Regions from separate parts of the Sus scrofa genome. Here region 1 is linked to region 2. A link is a contact called in public Hi-C data. All regions are on one chromosome and are shown on one strand. The core of a region is the stretch at or near the end of the contact, and the rest is flanking DNA. Distances in the headings are between cores, read along the strand shown. Region 1 overlaps LOC110260836. Region 2 holds the start of RBX1 (E3 ubiquitin-protein ligase RBX1).

Region 1 (3,966 bases), core at 180-2,679, 97 kb before region 2:
TAAAAACATATGTCAAAGCTTTTCAATTTGTACGCTTTAAGTATGGAGTTGGGGGGGGCAAGGATTGAACCCGTGCCATGGCTGTAACCAGAGTGGTAGCAGTAACTACACCAAATCTTTAACCCCCTGAGCCACAAGGCAACTTCTGTGCAGGTTTTTATTTTATTTTATTGCTTTTTTTTTTTTTTAAGGGCTGCATGTACGGCATATGGAAGCTCTGAGGCTAGGGGTCAAATCGGAGCTGCAGCTGTCAGCCTACACCACAGCCATAGCAACGCAGGATCCCAGCCGCTTCTGTGACCTACATCACATCTCAGGGCAGCGTCAGACCCTTAACCCACTGAGCAAGGCCAAGGATTGAACCGGAGTCCTCGTGGATCCTAGTCGGGTTTGTTAACCACTAAGCCATGACGGGAACTCCCTGTGCAGGTTTTTATATGTCAGTTACCCCTTTAGAACACTATTAAACATGCATACATAATTGCATTAACACAGGAATAAACAATATTAAAAATAAATGTTTTTTTAAATGTCTTACTTTGGATGCTAAATTAAATGGTCACTCTCTATATATTCTTATCTCCATTTATAAATCGTGCTCATCTGTTCCCTAATAGAGAGATCCCTAGGAGTTCTCCCGCGGTGCAGTGTGTTAAGGACCTGGCATTGCCACTGCAGCATCTTGGGTCACTGCTGTGGTGTGGGTTCGATCCCCCTGGCCCAAGAACTTCCACATGCCAAGGGTGCAGCCAAAAAACCACAAAAAGAAACAACGCCTCAAATCCCACTGTGTCCAGTTCAAAGTCCATAACCAAATCCTTTAACTATCCACAGGGTCCAGATATAGGTGCAATCTATAAAGTAAAAGACAAACTATCTTTAAATAGGTGCTAGTAGAGTAGGAACAAGAGAATCACAATAAAAAGGACTGTTCTGGAGTTCCCATCATAGCGCAGCAGAAACGAATCCAAATAGGAACCATGATGTTTCGGGTTCCATCCCTGGCCTTGCTCAGTGGGTTAAGGATCTGGTGTTGCCGTGAGCTATGGTGTAGGTTGCAGACGAGGCTCGGATCTGGTACGGTTGGGGCATAGACTGGCAGCTATAGCTTCAATTGGACCCCTAACCTGGGAACCTCCATATGCCATGAGTGTGGCCCTAAAAAGCAAAAAATAAAATAAAATAAAATAAAGTGTTGGTCCACTGTCCCCAGTAACGTCCTCTGACCCGGAGCAGTGAAGATCCCCTTCTCTTCAGCAGATCAGTTCCTAAGTGCACCTGTCTGACAACCCCCAGCTCTGCCGTCAGGGAGAGTCTTCCTTTTCCGTTACCCCCTATGGACCCAGGAGAGGTGGGTGTGGGGGAGATGGGCCACTGGGACCCACGCAGTTTGCAGGGCCTGCTTCCTCCTGGTGTATTTTTGGCGCCTGGAAATGGCTTCGGGGTTGTGTAGTCACACATTATTTTTCAGGCCAAGTTGGTGGTTTCTTTGGCAATACAGTAGTCCCCTCTAGCCCATAGTTTCAGTTTCGCTTTCACTTTACCCTGTTTCTATTACCCAAGGTCACACACAGTCCGAAAATATTAAAATAGAAAATTCCAGAAATAAACAATTGATAAGTTTGAACTTGCACACCGTTCTGCATCTGCAAGGAAATCTTGCCCGGTCTCCCTTGTCCCTCCAGGGACATGAATCATCTGTCTGTCCAGTGTCTCCTCACTGGACATACTTCCTGCCCCTCAGACATTTAGTAGCCTTGGGTGATCAGATCGACACTGGCCATATCTTAGGGCTCGTGTTCAGGTAACTCTTTTTTTCTTCTTTAAAAAGGCCGCGCCTGCAGCATAGGTAAGTTCCCTGGCCAGGGATCAACCTCACACCCCAGCAGCGACGCCAGCAGCTGCAGTGATGATGCTGCCAGAGCCTTAACCCACTGTGGGACAAGAGAACTCCCAGGTAACTCTTTTTTTTTTTACTTAACAATGGCCCCAAAGCGCAAGAGCAGTGATGCTGGAAAATGACAGTATATATAGGTTTCATTACTTGTCAGACGATGGGGGGAGGACTGTTTAATTCTTTCGAACTCGTAGCAGCCCTTCCAGATGATGTGCTTCACGTGCAAATGACCTCAGCCAGAGATGTCACCTAGAAGTAACTTCAGCCTGGACACTTGGTCGTCTGCAAAGGTGCCTCTGTGCTGCACCTAAGGACAGCCACCTTCAGTCTCTCTCTCTCTAAAACAGGGTGGGAAGGCAAATACCTTAATCCCTTTTCTGCCTTCAGGCTCATGGCCTCTGGGGGAAAGTTAGTCTTATCGCTCAAGATGGCTCCGAAGCCACTCCTAATTGCTTAGGTCTGAAATACCGAAGCAGATGGCTTCTTTCAGTCCCCACAGTCCTTGTGTTAGGGAACTCTTGGGCAATTTGGTTGCAGGCCGCCAGCGAGGACATTCCTTTCTATTTCTGCTGAAGACGAGCGCTCCAGTCTGTGCCTGGCTCTCTGAAGACTCCTGAAAGCAGCCAACAGCACCCAACACACTCGACGGCGAAATGTTCCCTGCTGGTTCTCCAGCATGCCTGCCCTGTGTGGAGCTTGCCCTTCGAGGGCAGCTGGCACGTGTGACCCATTCGTGTGCTGTGAAGACCAGTGGATCGCAGCTTTTTTTTTTTCTTTTTAGGCCCGCAACCGAGGCATTTGCAAGTTCTTAGGCTGGGGGTCAAATCGGAGCTGTAGCTGCCAGCCTACACCACTGCCACAGCAAGGCCAGATCTTAGCCGCATCTGTGAGCTGTGGCAATGCCAGATCCTTCACCCACTGAGCGAGGCCAGGGATTGAAACCTCATCCTCATGGATCCTATTAGGGTTCTTAGCCTGCTGAGCCACAACAGGCATTTTATCTCTCTCTCTCTTTTTTTTTTTTTTAATGAGGTAGACTAGAATCGAAAATATTTGATGCATAAAAAAAAAAAAAAAAAAAGAAAAGAAAAGAAAAAAAGAAAATATCCAATGCAGCCCAGGGCAGGAATAGAAGTTTTACTCCACGAAATTCCTTGCTCAGCTGCTTCCAGCTCCCTAGATCACCCTCCATTGCTAATGCGTGGCCTTCAGCCTCAGGCACCAAGTCAGTATCTGCAAGCCAGGCAGACGCTGGGGAGAGATGAAGAAGCAAGCGAAGAATATACCAAGAGCCTTTTTTTCTGTCCCCAGAAACTGCCATGTAAATACTTCTACTTATGTACCATCAGCAAGTGTTTAGACACATGGCCACATCTAGTGCAAGGAGGGTGAGAGATTTTAATTTTATTTTGGGTGACTGTGTGCCCACTTAGTTATATTGCAATAGCAAAAATGGAGGGAGGATGCTAATTATAAGCCAACTAATAGCTACACATAGGATACCTGCGTGTAAAGTCAAGACATCATGAGTGGTAAGCAATTTTTTCTTTTCTTTTTAAAATATGTTATTTATTTATTGCTTTTTTAGGGCTGCACCCGAAGCATGTGGAAGTTCCCGGGCTAGGGGTTGAATCAGAGCTACAGCCACAGCAACTCAGGATTCAAGCCATATCTGCGACCTACAATACAGCTCATGACGATGCCGGATCCCTGACCCACTGAGCGAGACCAGGGATCGAACCCAAATCCTCATGGATACTAGTTGGATTCATTTCCGCTGCGCCACAACGTGGACTCCTCTATTTCTTTTTTAACCAATGATTTCTTTGAAAACTCTCAGGCTGTTCCCACATGGGAAGAAGACACTGCGTTCTTGGTCTGCCTTTAACCCGTTTCCACTTCTTCAATCACCAGATATAGTCCTTAAACTTGAAAGTGGAGTCAAGCTTCCTAGGTTCAAATCCAGACTACCCCACTTATGAGCCATGTGACTGTTGCTGGCAAGTTATTTTAATTTAGTTTCTTTGGCTGTACAATGATGGATACCAATAGTGCTATAGCAGAGTATT
Region 2 (3,812 bases), core at 1,199-3,698:
GATGGGAAATGGAGAAGAAATAATCAACAGTACCTCTGTGCCCGCAATTCATTCTAAATGTGGCCTTATCTTTAGATTGAATAGCCTTATTCTGAGAGATGGATATGCCTTCAGGACACCCTAAAAAAATTACTTTATTTCAAACATACCAACACACCAAATGCAGAAGTCCCCAAGTGCTAAGAATATACTTTATCTTTCCTCGTGAAGAAGAAAATTGGTCACATCAGGATAGCTGCAATCTCTGTAACCTTCTCAAACTTCCTCCCATCCTCCTCCAATTACTTACAAAGATCCATAATGTGGTTCCTGCAGATGGCACAGTTATCAACCACAATATCCCAGGCCCAGAGGGCTACTGCATTCCACTGCAAAGAGAAAAAGGGGGAACAATGCATGCTACTCTTTTAACACAAGCGCACACGCGTGCACACACACACACATACACATACACACACACACTCCAGGATTTCATCCTGTAGTTATCACCTTTTTGGCCACAAAGACCACCAAACAAGAGTTTCTGGATGTTACATGACTCTTTTTTTTAAAATTATATCAGAGAGCATCAGTAGGCTACACGTATGCTTACCCATTCTCTAAACTGTCAACTATATAAACACAAATGAATATCATCTTTTATTTTTTCCTACAGTTTAATTTAGTCAGCCATATCAATATAAATAAATCAGGAATAATTTATAAGTGTCGGTTTTAGGTCTAATAATCACAAACTTGAATTACTGTGCAGGTTCTCCTGGCAGTTGCAAAAGAGCTCAATTTCTGCATAAATACCTGCTCTTCAAGGCAGCTTTTACGCAGGAATGGACAGGTGAAGGCTAGGAAGAGAATGAACTAAGATGTTGATTGGATCATAAAACGGGTAATCGTAGGATAAGCTGGATAACTACCCAGTGTGAGTCCATAGAACAAGGTCATCGCTTAAATCTTATAAGATTATTTCACAACAAACTCTAAAATTCACTGGAATTTCGTATAGTTCCTATCATCAAATAAGCTGATGTTCTCAACTTTTATATGCTCAGACTGTTATATTTAGCTAGGATAATTTCCTTAAGAGTTTATCTAAAAGTGGTATTTCAATAATTCAACCTCTGGCTTCTGCAATAAATATTCCCAAACTCCCTTTCACCCCCTAATTTGGTGACACGTCCCAAACCTTCATCTCCTTCAAACCTAATTTTCAATGTCTAGCAACTTCTTCAACACTTTTCACCGACAGCTTCAACTTGGAGGAAAGAAGAAAAAAAAAATCTTACTTCTATTCTTCAATATGGCTGCTGGCTGTAACTGAGCATGCAGTGCCCACAATGAAACGCCAAAACGCATTAGACGGGGGAATACCGTCAGGGTTTAGCTAGATGTTCCAGGGATAAAATCTTCCCTATTTGGAATCTTCATTTTGGACAGATTTGTTTTATCTAATGTGGGATGGGCACTTTTCTCCCAAACTGCTGGCAAATCACTGTAAGGCATTTCATGCAAAAAGACACGTTCCACATTTCTTCTTTCCCACTTTACCAGGTTGTTCGCAACTTGTATTCAACCCTCCCTACTTGAAACAATACTTGGGCTCCGTTTTCTTTTTAACAAATTCCACCATGCCTTTTTTTTTTTTTTTCGGATGGGGATTCTGGATATGACCGCAGGACTGGGGCGGCTGTGTAACAAATCAACAGACCTTTCAGAAGAGCCAAGAGTTACACTCGAGAAACTAACTCGGCAGGGGCGAGGGCCAGAGAGGGCTAATGGAGGCCTCGATTAGGCGAGGACCAGGTCGAGGTTCCTCAGAGGGACCCCAAGCTTTGGATAGGGGCGGGGCACGGAGATCACTAGCCCGGTCCTCAGAAGCCTCCAATGCGGTAGGACCTCAGGTTCCCGGCTTGGGCCGTACTGTCCCATCCTCCACCCACCGCAGCCCTCGACTCCCCCTTCCACCCGCCCCACCCTCGCCTTCCCCACCCCTCCACCACTCCAGTGACAGCTCAGGCGCTTGGCTCCTGCATCCAAGTCGCAACCCCGCGCATCTCAATAAGCACCTCCGTGATTGGCCCCTCAGCCTCCGAGCGAAACCAACACTGGCACTGACAGTGGGCCGCAGTCACGCCGATCAACCCTAAGACCCGCCTCCCGGCTTCCTTTGGTGGTACCCGGTCCCCGGAACGCCCTGAAATGAAGCCCTTTCCTCCGCGCCTTGGTCATCCTGGGCCTGCCAGCCAGATCCGCGCCTCTCTAGTTTCCCTGAGGAAGGCGCTGGCGAGACCCAACCTTTTTCACTTCAAAGCGCTTCTTGCCCGCGCCGCTGTTGGTGCCGCTCGGGGTATCCACATCCATCGCTGCCGCCATTTTGGAAACACACGATCTGTCGTCTCGTTACTGCGCCTGCGCGCCAGCGCACGTCTCACTCCCCCTCCCGTCCGGACACCTCCTCCCGCACCCCACCCCTCACTGGCGCGCGAGGGGCAAGTGGGGGCGGAGCGTGTGGCCACGCCTCTTAAAGGCGCTGGTGCTGGTTCCCCCCGCCCCCCACTCTACCCCGCGTCGGCTGGGAGGAGGCGGTTGCCGGAGCTGCTGGGGCGGGGCCGGGCGGGGCCGGGCCGACGCGAGAGAGCCGGGTGGAAATGTTCGAAAGGACTCGCTCTCATCGCCCTTCCTCGGGAAGCCCCCGGCCTCACTCCCTCCGCAGGGGCGGCGGCTGTTTCCTCCGCCTCGGCCGCGACCTGCAGCCCGCGCACAGCCTATCCTTCCCCGCCGCCGCGCAGCTCCAGTGCCCGCGGGTCCTCGTCGCGTTCTTCCGGGGAAAGGGCGAGGGTGGGCGTCCCGCCTCCTGCTGCGGAAACCCAAGACCTCACTCTTAGTGGTCTTTCTCAGATCCTGACCCACTTCTGAGCCCGGCCTGAGGTCCTAGCCTCCTTGGGCCATAGCACCTTTCCAGCCAAAGCACCTGTGCTTTCTATCACCTTCCCATTTGTAGACCACCTCTCCACTTTTTTTTCATCTCTAATCTTGCAGAGGTATGACTGCTAGATCACTCTTAAATCTTGTATTGGCTTATTTGAAATCTCGTATCTTCTCTTAAAAGAAAGCTGAAGAGTAATGGATGGTCTTGACTCCACTGTTAAACCAGAAGTAGGGTTTGTTTCCTTGTCTTAATTTTAAACAGGAAAACAAATCTGTGAAAACGCCGCAGCTTTAACCGGAGTAGAGAGAGAAGACTTGTGAGAGACCTTAAAGTTTTAGTAGGAACACTACCAAGTTTTTCTAAGACCAAGTTTTGTTAAATGAATGATTCCATATCAAGAGTTCTGTCATCTAATTTATTGTGTTCCCGCAGGAATACTAGAAACCCATAGTAAATTAAGGTATCGAGGGCATATTTATCCTTCATTCAACACTTTCACTGAATGTAACTATATATATAATATGTATTCATTAACTATGTATTATATATATATAAATATATATGAAATAGGACCTGGGGTCCTATGTATGTATATAGGTCTCATAATGTATATATACCCCAGGTACTATTATAGATGGGAGAGACTGATGAAGGAGTGAAACTTCTGGTAGGGAAGTAACACACAAGTCAACAAATAAATGCTTCAAAAAATCTCAGTAAAGGAATTCCCATTGTGGTTCAGTGGAAGCAAATCTGACCAGCATCCATTAGGACACAGGTTCAATCCCTGGCCTCGCTCAGTGGGTTAAGGATCCGGTGTTGCGGTGTTGCCATGAGCTGTGGTGTAGGTTGCAGACGCAGCTCAGATCCCGCGTTGCTGTGGCTGTGG

Evidence for each region. Hi-C and Micro-C count contacts between places; a contact is called where the count stands out from the background.
Region 1: a Hi-C map of skeletal muscle shows a contact between it and region 2, with 15 times the contacts expected there. The contact joins the enhancer-like site here to the promoter of RBX1 in region 2. A contact is called at or near these places in 5 of 47 Hi-C or Micro-C datasets (alveolar macrophages, embryonic fibroblasts, fetal liver and 2 more) and 1 of 2 datasets of contacts at active chromatin or transcription factors (alveolar macrophages).

What each region holds. Positions count from the first base shown.
Region 1 is chr5:7,417,447-7,421,412 of Sscrofa11.1, forward strand. The region is part of intron 2 of LOC110260836; the gene reads right to left. Among named protein-coding and RNA genes, the nearest start is that of EP300, 25 kb to the left of the region's middle. Within about 2 kb of position 1,430, at least 27 of the 83 cell types and tissues checked have an H3K27ac peak or open chromatin away from gene starts, as enhancers often do. A contact at or near this core is called in alveolar macrophages, retroperitoneal adipose tissue and skeletal muscle, where this site is marked.
Region 2 is chr5:7,512,940-7,516,751 of Sscrofa11.1, forward strand. RBX1 (E3 ubiquitin-protein ligase RBX1) reads right to left here and starts at 2,449. Exons shown (of 5, transcript XM_021091464.1): 1 at 2,290-2,449; 2 at 290-368. The coding sequence starts at 2,367.